Regions from separate parts of the Gossypium hirsutum genome. Here region 2 is linked to region 1. Evidence: chromatin contacts called from public Hi-C data. All regions are on one chromosome and are shown on one strand. Each heading gives the region's core, a stretch centred on a gene start, on an enhancer-like site or on the middle of the called end of the contact. The rest is flanking DNA. Distances are from core to core; before and after follow the strand shown. Region 1 holds the start of LOC107909927 (1-aminocyclopropane-1-carboxylate oxidase homolog 4). Region 2 holds the start of LOC107909868.

Region 1 (5,756 bases), core at 1,053-3,552:
CATTAATTTTCAACTAGCAACCATAACCTTCAATCACTAACAGAAACACAGTATGGTGATGTGAAAACTACGATTATCCAACTTTCTTATTGTACATTGCCATAAAAATAGAAGAGTCTAATATTGCATAATAGTCTTACATTAAAAGCTACAAAGTATTATGTATATATATATCCTCTTACAGCTTATAGAAATTTGTCAAAGTTTTCCCATCCAGTTCCTTGGTGAAGAACCTTCTCATGTAGTCATTATATATAAACTGACGATAGTGGGCTGGTTTCTCTGGTGAAGTAAGTTCAGCAAATGGTCCATATAAGGCTTCCCTGGCACTTGGGTTGAAGAAAACAGCGATCGATACTCGGGCTTCTTCGGAAGGATTTGCCAGCACTCTGTGCTCCACACTTTTATACTCATCATTCGACATTATCTGGAAATTGCCGCAAAGCACCACCATTCGTAGCAACAAATAAAATCATTAGCAGTTCCAATAATTACAAAGACAACAATATTTCAACTTCTATTAGGCTCATATTTTACTTTTAGTAGAATGCATATTCACCCGGCTTGATTCAGACGAGAAGCTACATTGATTTAATCTTATAGCTAAGTTGATTTTTCTCACTTACAGGCTGATTGCCCTAGGGTTAGATGCATGTAAAATTTATCACAAACCATTCTTCTGCAAATATTGTAGTAGAAAATATAAAGATCAAACTCAGCTCGACCACAAGATTAAATTGAATGGAATCACAAAAAGGATGGTTCTATATTTTATGTTGAAATATAATTTTTTAATATTTTTATTGATTTCTTGAATTTCTATAAGTTTTCATGATTTTTTTTGGGTTTTAATATTTTTTACAATTTTTTATTAAAAAGTAATAAAAATTAAAAGTTTTCAATTTATTAAAATTTGAAAGGGCAATGCTTCAATCAGATGTTGGGAGGGTAAGAAACATCAATTCTCCAAGTTGAAAGCAGAACTAACTGCTACCATTCTATCCAATGGAACTTCAATAATGTAAAATTTATTCTCTAATGTTGTAATTTAGGCTTTCAGCCTCTAAAAGGCCTTACCTGAAGAATATCTGCAATGTTTATAACAAGAGCTCCATGAACAGGCTTGACATCCACCCACTCCCCTTCATGCTTAATCTGCAGCCCACCAGTGTGATCCTGCAGCAACAAAGTTAACACTCCCGGATCTGTATGTGATGCGATGCCCACAGTCAGATCAGGCTGGGGGCAGCATGGATAGTAGTGCCCAACCATTACTCTTGCATCCAAACATGTAGTATTCTTGATGGTATCCTTATCCAATCCCAGCCCTTCCGACAATAACCCCATCAGCTGCTCTCCTAATGTTGTCGAATGTAAGTTCCATTGAACCACTTCGTCTCTACAAACCTCCGGAATGTGCTCAAGCTCCGGGAGAGTAGGTCCTAGTCTTATCTGGAGTGTATCCCTATCATTTCACCCAAAATTTTCAATTTTCAATGTGTGAATCCTATCCAGAATTATTTTGGTCAAAATTGGGTTTGTTTTGCTCTTTAATTTTGCTTGAATCTCTTCTAAAAAATACCTAATTTTCAATCAAAGCCAAACACTATCATCTACTATTGATACGAATATATCAATCAAAATTGGGAGGAAAAGATAACCCAATTCCACAAAACACAAATGGATAAGATACCTCCAGCTAGCCGCTTTAGAGTGGAACAAGTCAACGTTGGAAATGAAGGATACACCGGTTCCGGCGTCACGACGGTAGAACCTGGCCTTGACGTCGGTGGGCAGCTCATGGAAGGCTCTGATGGAAGCGATCATACGGTCAAGAACCTGGACGGGAATTCCATGGTTTACAATCTGAAAGAACCCAAATGATCGAGATGCAGCGGCTACTTGCTCCACGACCGTCGAACGGGTCCCCGAGAGGTCGATGGTGGGTATGGCAACCGACTTGGGTTTGGGTTTGAGGTCGGATAAAGTTTCGGGTGGGTGAACGAAGATGCGAGGGATAGTGGTGAGACCAGAATCGACTAGCCCTTTTACTCCGATTTTTGAGTCATCGAATCTTTTTACTTCTTCGGCTCTATCGTACTGGTTTCCGGAATCCACAGTTGTCGCCATTCTTTTTCTTCAGCTAACAAATGAAGTGAAGCTGTGGGAAGGAAGATTTGTAACTTAAGAACTAAGTTTATAAAATAGCAATTAGCAAGATACATCTCCACGCTATTGTACTTGCCTGCCCCACGTACCTTGTCTTTTCTTTCAAACTTTCCATCCTGGGTCACACCAACTATATTAGGACTACACATGAAACATGATATATTGCTAAATTAAAATATTTCTTACAGTATTTTGAGGCTAAAATTATAAAAATGTAATTTTAAAAAATAAATCTTATAAAAAAATAAAATTAAAGGAAGCAAAATTTCAAAGGAAAAAAAGTACCATAGATATTTATATATCTATATTATTTTTTGCTTTTTTCTATTTTTATGAATGTTTCCTTCTTTGAATTTTATGCATGTTTTTTTAAAAATAATTTGAATTTCTTTTGGGTCAAATAGTCCATATATGCCAAAAACAAAAAGTTTATTAGTTAAATAGGTCGATTTTTTGAAAATTTAGAGAAATAATTCGTTTTTAAAGAGAGAACATGAAACTGCGCCCAACTAGATGCGATTTCCTTTTAAGTTGCAATTTTTGACTTTTTTTGATACAATTGGTTTTTTTTGTTTGATGGTTAAATGTTAGTAGTTTTGTCGTTGAGTTCTAGGTTCAATTCCTCTCCTACTCACATTTGTATTTTTAATTTTATGTTGTTTTGAACCTTTTTTTTTATTTTTAATATACTAACTTCTTTAGTTAAATGGTTAAATAATAATTTTATCCTTGAAACCCAGGTTCAATTCTCCTTTTCTAAACACATTTGTAATTTTTATTTCATGTTGTTTCAAGCTTTTTTATTTTATTTTTAATTAATAAATATATTGTTTTCAAAATTTTTTATTTTAATTCATCTTTTTAAATAATAACTCTTTTACTCATAAAATCAAATAATTATTAAAATTATTATTATTTTTAGTAAATATAATTTTTATATGTGTGATATTTATTTTTCAATTCATATTATGAGTGTAGTAAATTTTAGTATTATATTTTTGTACGGGTAATTAAAATATTTCACATATAAACATAATGATATTTGAAATAACTAATTGAAATATTTCACTTATAAAAATATTTGAAATGTCATACACATAATGTAGATAAAAACAATGATATTTTAAATATTTTACATATAAAAATAATAATTATATTTGAAATAAATTTTTTATTTTATAATATTAGAAATCACCATACCCACAATATACATGCATTTGACATATAAATATTATATATCAAAAAATTTAGTTGATGTTTATATTATATATAAATGAGTTATAATTTCAAATATTTTTAACATAATGATAAATGATATTTATTATTTGATTTTATGAATAACAGAGTTATTAATTAAAAATATTTAAAAAGATTAATTAAAATAAAAAATTAAAAATAATATATTTATTAATTAAAAATAAAAATTACAAATATATTTAGAAAAGGGAAATTGAACTTGGATCTTAAGGATGAAATTATTATATTTAAACATTTAACTAAGGAAGTTGATATATTAAAAATATTAATTAAAAATAATAATAATAATAAAACTTAAAACAACATGAAATAAAAAATACTAATGTGAGTGGGAGAGAAATCAAACTTAGGACTTAAGAACAAAACCACTAACATTTAACCATTTGACCAAAAAAATTGATTGCATTAAAATAGTCAAAAATTACAACTTAAAGGGAAAACGCGTCCAATTGGGCGTGCTTTCTTGCCAACTGGCAGAAAGCTGCTCAGCTAGACGTACTTTCATACACTCTCTAAAAACAGTCTATTTCTCTAAATTTTGTTAGCATATATAACTAATTTAGCGTTTTCTTTTTGCTACTTTTTTTTTTAAAATTTATTTCGAAAAAAATAAAGTGATATGGCATGTTATAAGCGTGCCGTAATAACATTTTTTAATGGATCTAAGTCTTGGAATAATAGATATAACATTTAGAAACTTTAGGTACTAAAGTGAAGTAAATTAAAATTTTTAGGTATCAAAGTAATAATTTTGTTATAATTTTGGGGTTAAGTTGTGGGTTAACCTAAAAAGATAAATTATTTTTAAGCATAATGATATATTTAGCCTTTAATGTTTATATTTTTTTGTCAATTTGACCCTTATTCAATTTTTAGCTAAATTTAGTCATTCACCTTTTAAAAAGTAGTAAAATAATTTTTTTTGTTGAAATGTTGATTGGAACATTAATTTTTTAATGATGTTGGCATGGTAACTTGTGTAACAATTCACATGTGCTTCATACTGACATAGCACTATTTATTTTGTATGTCACGTTAGCAAATAATTTAAAATTTACAAAAATATTAAAAAATAATAAAACAACTCAAAATAAAAAATATAAAAAACTCATAAAAATTCAAAAAATTAGCATGAAATACATGTGAATTGTCATACGACTTGCCATATCTAAAAATTTCACATTTTAGTCAGTGTTTTCATTTAAAAAATAATAATTTGACTCTTTTTAAAAAAAATTAATAGTCAATTTTAACTGATTTTAAAAAAGATAAGGATGAAATTTAAGTAAAAAATAATAATAAAGATTAAATTGAGAAAGAATGTAAATATTAAGAGTATGCCTATTTTTATAAAAGTTAAATCACATAATTAGTGTAATGTTATTTTGTGGATTAAAGTTGAGCAGTATAGTAAAAAGTTGATTGTAGTCCTACTGCATTGTTTTAATAAAATGAACTTTAACCCATTTTTAAAAATAATAATTGATATAATTGGTAATAAAAACAATAAACATCTCCTGTTTCATGTTTTGATTTGAAGTGGTAATAAAATAAAAATATGAAAAGCCTCGCATGGTGGGGCAGTATCCACAAAATCAAGAAACATTTCCTTTTTATAATTTTGTGTTATATATTATTAGAGATTATTATAATCATTTCTTTTATGTTTATATTAAGAAATATTTATTTTAATTTAAATAATGTATTCAAAGTTTATACTATTTTTGGATTTTCGAATGATGAGTTTATTTCCAACCATCATTTTCAGATATTATGTTTTTTTTTTTGGTTCACAAAAAAGGAAGATGCGTATCCAACTCACTTTTGTTGCTTCCAAAAACATATGTTCTTTTTTTGGTGCTCCCAAAATTTTCTAGATTTCTAACCCTAAAACACTAACCTAAAATAATATTAGAGCATAAAAAAAGAGTGTCATTTTGTTGGATTTTTTTAATCCAAGTACAGTTTTTCTAAACCAGTAAGAATATCTGGAAAACGGTGTTTTATATATATATATATTTTTAAATTATAAAAAAGTTGTTTTAAATCATTTTTAATAATCTCATTTTACAGATTCTATTCTTAAAATTACAGAATTTTAAAAAGATTATAAACATGTTTTTTTTTTTATATTTTAAACTTAATAGTTTTTGATACATCCGTTGTTTAAAGTATCATCATATAAATTACTATTTTTTTTAAAACAACATTATTTTATGCAATTTTTTTAAAATACTACTTCAAAATAACTTCATAATATTATTTAAATAATATATAAATGGTCGATTGAGTCTTAATTCGATTGGTATAAGCATTGTTGTTAATACAAG
Region 2 (5,756 bases), core at 2,015-4,514, 190 kb after region 1:
TAATATTTATAGTGGTTCAATCTCAATTGCCTTTTCTTTGCTAAAATTTTTTCAAATTCACTCTATTTGAATCGATACTTTAAAGGGCAAGGTATAACTTTTGTAAACATCGTATCTTTTGAAGGGAAAGATATAACCTCTAAAATGCCCTTAAAATTTTCTACCCACTAATATTAAGTAATCTAAAAAATAAAGGAAATAAAATAGCAAACAATAAATGGCTTCCTCAAAAGTATTGGTTTGCAAGAGTAAACACTTTTGAATCAAACTAAACACTTGCACAAATGCTAAGAACTCAACCCAATGAGTAATTACAAATGAAATTTGAATATAAGAAGAATAAAAGATGAAATCTTTGAATATTTGCTCTTTGATATTTTTAACTTTGTTTCTTGTCTTCTTTTTAATGTTAGGAGACTTTTATTTACATTCTCTCATTGATTTCTAATCATTTAAAGCATTAAAGTATTGTTCCACAAAGAGAATAATAAAAAACAACTAGCCATTTACAAAAGGGGAATCAGTCGGAGGATCAATGTCTTGCCCTTCTACAAAAAGTTATTAGATGACCAATCCTACCTTAGCAGGGATCGATCTTAGGCCTGAAAATGCTTGTAGGTTATCTCAAAAATGATAAAGAGCAACAAGATTTTGAGTATTTGAAAGTCTTGAAAATATTTTAAAAGGAATTTTGTAAATATGATTTTATATGGCAATAGTATAAATATTAATATAAATAGATTAAATTGGTTATGTCTAATTGATAGTTGAAATTTAAATAAAAAAAATCATACAATTGATTTTTTGAAATTAATTGAAAGAATAATTTGAAAATTTGTGTGATAGCATATACAAATTCATAGTCGGTATTTTAACCTTTATAAAGAAATCACACCATTGTCTTCGTATTTTCATTTGTGAATTAAATGGTAAATCAATTAAAATGTCAAACTAAATTAAACTATACATACATCACACATCACTAATTTTCATATATAAAGATAAATATCAAAACTATACATGAATTTTGATTCAATGTGCAACATCATATATGAACTTTGGTTTTATGCGATTTTATATATGAAATTTTTACAAATCACTAACAACATTATCGAATTAGCACCATTTCATGTTGATATATTGCATACGCAAGCAATTATATTAATCTTTCATTTTTTTTAAATGTGATATGAACCAGAATTCAAGTTTCATGTGTATAATTACACCAAATCAAAGTTAAATTAAAGTGTGCACATAAAATTGATATTTATCCCTAAGATAAAAGAGTTTTTATGGAAAAAAGTTAATGATTGTTGGTAAATAATGATAAGTTATAAATCTATAGATGCTAATTCAAAAAGATATTAATATATATCAAACAATTTTCATATAACCGTATAATTGTTTCTTGAAAGAAAAAACATATAAAATTAAGGGTAAACTACCAAAATAGACACTTTTGTTTACCTCAAGTTACATTTTAGTCACTTATGTTAATGTGTTGTAACATTTTAGTCATTGAGCCATTAATTGCCATTAACGGTGTAACGGTAAGCTGACGTGACATGTTAAATCATCATTTCAACTAAAAATTTTATGTTAAATTATACAATTGGTCCTCACACTTTTCGTTTTGAGCAATTTATTTTTTTCTTTTATGTTCTTTTAACTTTCCTTTTTTTTTCATTCACTTCAACTTCTTCCTTTGTTTTCCTCCCTTCTTCATCTCTTTTAATATAGTTTTTCTATGTTTTCTATTTGTTAAAACTAAAGGAGAAGAAGAAAAAGATAATAAAGAAATAAAAAGAAAAAATTAAATTGTTCAAAAAAATAAAAGTATAGGGACTAGTTTTAACAAATGGAAAACATAGAAAAACTAAGTTAAAAGAGATGGAGAAGGGAGGAAAACAAAGGGAGAAGCAGAAGAGAATGAAAAATAAAGAAAAAAAAAGAAAGTTAAAAGAACATAAAAGAAAAAAAATTAAATTTGCTCAAAATGAAAGAATATGGGGACCAATTGTATAATTTGACCTAAAATTTTTATTTGAAATGATGATTTAACGTGCTACATTAGCTTACCGTTACACCATTAATGGCAATTAATGGCTCAGTGACTAAAATGTCACAATGCGTTAACGTAAGGGACTAAAACGTAACATTTCAAACATAAGTGAATAAAATGTAATATGAGGTAAACAAAAGTGATTATTTTGTTAGTTTACCCTAAAATTAAATGATATAATACATGACAAAACTTTAAGCTATTTATACGTCAAAAATTAGGTCCTCCACGTAAAAGTATGTTTATTTTTGGTTTATATATATATAAAGATTTAATTGAAATTGGGAAAATCGTAAGTATGAATTAAATCACAACTTTTATTCACCCTGTTGCTTTACATGCATATCTTCTTCTATCATGCTAGTCGTCCTTCTTTACATGCATATCTCACCCCTGCAAATTTGATGGAACGGCTTGAGATGTTGTTATCAGAGGAATCTTTGCACCTTCAGATGTGGACAGAAGTTTAAAGCTTCCGCTTAGTATTTCAAACCTTCTAATGGGATGAGTAGAGTGTGAAGTCGGGCTATAGGGTGGATGTTAATAGCTTACTGCTGTTCCGAATCTGTCTGTTACGGGGTGTTGGCAAAGCATTTGGAATTGTGACTTGCCTCCTAAGGTGAAAGATTTTCGCTGGAGGTGTTTGACAAGTTTTATCACGTGCGATGTGTTGCTTGATTGGAAGGGTATCCATGTGAGCGGTACAGGTTGCCGGAGGATATTGAGCACGTACTATTGCATTGCTTTAAGGCAAGATCGATATGGGACAAGCTTTCTGTCTGTGTTGACAATCAATCTCTCTCTGGTTTTATAATAGGTTGCTTTGATGGGAGATTCGGTGGCGCTAGGAATTGACTCCTCACCTCTCTATGGGTATGGCAACACAAAGACTTCAATCATGATCATCTTATTGCTTTTGCTGATGATTTTTTGCAGCTTTCACGTTCGCCAAGATGCGGGTTTTGTGGCAGAAGGAGCCACTTGACAGGGCATTTGGATGCTCAGCTTGTTGAATCAATAGCGTTTTGCTTGGATTAAAAACATAGGATTTGAGCTTGACTCCAAAGCAGTGTTAGTGTTTCCTTTTATTATATGTATTTGTTCACCCACATTTACGTCAACTATAAATCCAAAAGTTATTGACTTGAATCCAGTATTTCTTCCTTTAAATATGGTACACTTGGCAAGTCTTTAAAAGGGCCCAAATCCTTAACCTTTGAACTTGAATTGGGCCTAATAATCCGAATCTTATAAAACCCCAAATCCTTATTAAGCAGCCATGTGTTATTGCTCCTCACACACAATGCCACAACACTCCACCTGTCCCTCCTTTCTCCATTTCTGCCCACCTCCCCCGAGGCAAAGCAAAGAACATTCTAAACCGCCCAACCCCTAAAGCCACCTCCGCTTCCTCCATATCAGATCTAATCCCCCCCAAACTGAAAATGGCGCTAGAATGGGTAGTGCTTGGCTACGCCGCGGGTGCAGAAGCCATCATGGTTCTCCTCCTCACGCTACCTGGCCTCGACGGTCTCCGTAAGGGCTTGATCGCCGTCACTCGTGGCCTCCTCAAACCCTTCTTGTCGGTGGTCCCGTTTTGCCTCTTCCTTCTGATGGATATTTACTGGAAATACGAGACACGGCCTAGCTGTGAGGGCGATTCTTGTACTCCTTCCGAGCATCTCCGTCACCAGAAATCCATTATGAAGAGCCAACGCAACGCGCTTCTCATAGCCGCCGCTCTCCTTTTCTATTGGCTTCTTTACTCTGTTACTGGCCTTGTTGTTAAGGTCGAGCAGTTGAATCAGCGCCTTGAGAGGCTTAAAAATCGGGATTGAGTGAGATAAGTGCTTTTTTTTTTTACAACGCTTGTGTTTGGGCTACACTTTTTGTTGTGATGTTTTAAATTTAGAATTCCCTCTCTGTTGTGTTTGGCTACTATGAAGGATTTTATTATCTTACAAGAATTACATGGTCATATTGTTTAATCTCTGTTTTCTCAAGTTGTAATTTGTTAGGCTTTTGGTTAAAATTATGCTCTCTTATGATTTTGTTTTTGATTCAACATAGATGATGGCTACTTTTTGAATTGCAATTGAGGTTTTGGTAATATGTAGCTGCAATTTTTAAGTAAAACAAGTTAATTATCATTTGGGAGTGGGTGTAGTATTCATATTATCGAGTTCAGTGCCTGCCATTTGTGTATACTAATTGAGGCTGAAGTTCATAGGTTGTTACTGTTCAATCAGACTGTTTTCAGAACCTGATGTGTAATTAGAAGCATCAAATCCATGTCAGGATGATCTAAGGAATTTATTCTTTATGTTGTCATTTTGGTGCTTTCTAGTTTGTTCCATTAAAATAAGTAGCAGGTTTAGGAATTTGGTGGTCGAACATGGGTTTAGTAAGTTGAAAGAAATTGAGCATCACTATGTGAACTGAGGTGTTGGAGATTGCGGCTTAAAATCTGTCCATTGTGGTTGGTGGTAAGTGGTAAAAGAGGGAAAGGGTATTTGGAGGATGTCCAACATAGGGAACTTGCTTCTATAATGCATGTCATACCAAATGGACAAACTTGAGGCTGATTTTAGATTAATATTAAATATTTGTTTGTTTGAATGATATCCAAATAATTTAATATAAGTTTTTAAGTATTTTAGATATAAAAAATCAAATCTTTCATCTTTGAATCAGCTTGTGTCCTTGTAAACGATTCTATAATTTTAATGTTTTACTCAGTTCTTTCCTTAAAAACATTACTATTTCTTTTATAGGATTCTACTTACTATTTTTCCTTTTGAGTTTCTTCATGCCAAGTTCCACTTATTTTTAAATTGTTTTTTAATGTAAGTTTTGTTTTTTTCATTCTCAAATTAGGTTAAATTTGCTTGGCCATCATTCTCTTTTGAAATCAATATTTGGTCTATTGCCAAAGATAAATATATATATGTATATATATTATATTATTGTTAACCTTTTATCTTATATGCTTTTGCCTTTCACCTTTAGATCTTCGACAAACATAACACTTTGCATCTTCACGTTAGGGTAGAATAGAAATGGAAAAATTGCATGTATCACGTATTACATATTAGCAAAAAATCAATATTAGAGGAGACTATCTAAAAATACAGTATTGGATTGACATATTACAATCTCAACGCTGAACTAGGACCTCTCCACTTCTATTTAGATAAGGGTTTAAGCCTACTAAAATATAGAGTTGAGCTCCTACAAAAATATGCAATACAAGAGAAAGATGAAAACAAATAAATCGTTAATGAAATTTTCTTCATTCTTGCTTTTTGGGTGAAAATTGTATTTAAGTTTAGAATATATAATTGTAAGAGGGATGTATCCTTTACAAAAACTAGTTGTTAGGAGGGAGAAAGGATCCATTCTCATGGGTCCTTTTTTTTATTAGAATGGGTCCTTTTTTTTATTAAGGGATTGATCTTTTGCCCTGTGCCTATTAACTTGAAGGAGGCTGTCCTTTTAAAGAGCTATTCATCTTATGTTTTTATTTTTTATTTTTTTGGTGAAAAATAATTACCAACTCAAAAATCAAACATTAAGAGTAAAACATCGTGATGGGGTCCTCCATCAAGCTTAAACTCATTTTTCTATTACATACTGACTTGATGATCATGTCTGTGATTTCATTTTCTTCTCATGAATGAATTCTTCTTACCAA

Evidence for each region. A called contact is a pair of places that touch in the nucleus more often than the background predicts.
Region 2: a Hi-C map of hypocotyl shows a contact between it and region 1, with 3 times the contacts expected there. The contact joins the promoter of LOC107909868 here to the promoter of LOC107909927 in region 1. A contact is called at or near these places in 7 of 34 Hi-C or Micro-C datasets (callus, hypocotyl and leaf).

What each region holds. Positions count from the first base shown.
Region 1 is chrD02:53,021,785-53,027,540 of Gossypium_hirsutum_v2.1, forward strand. LOC107909927 (1-aminocyclopropane-1-carboxylate oxidase homolog 4) reads right to left here and starts at 2,303. Exons shown (of 3, transcript XM_041088795.1): 1 at 1,694-2,303; 2 at 1,078-1,465; 3 at 1-427. The coding sequence starts at 2,130. The coding sequence ends at 179.
Region 2 is chrD02:53,209,437-53,215,192 of Gossypium_hirsutum_v2.1, forward strand. It overlaps LOC107909868, which reads left to right and starts at 3,265. Exons shown (of 1, transcript XM_016837557.2): 1 at 3,265-4,050. The coding sequence starts at 3,508. The coding sequence ends at 3,900.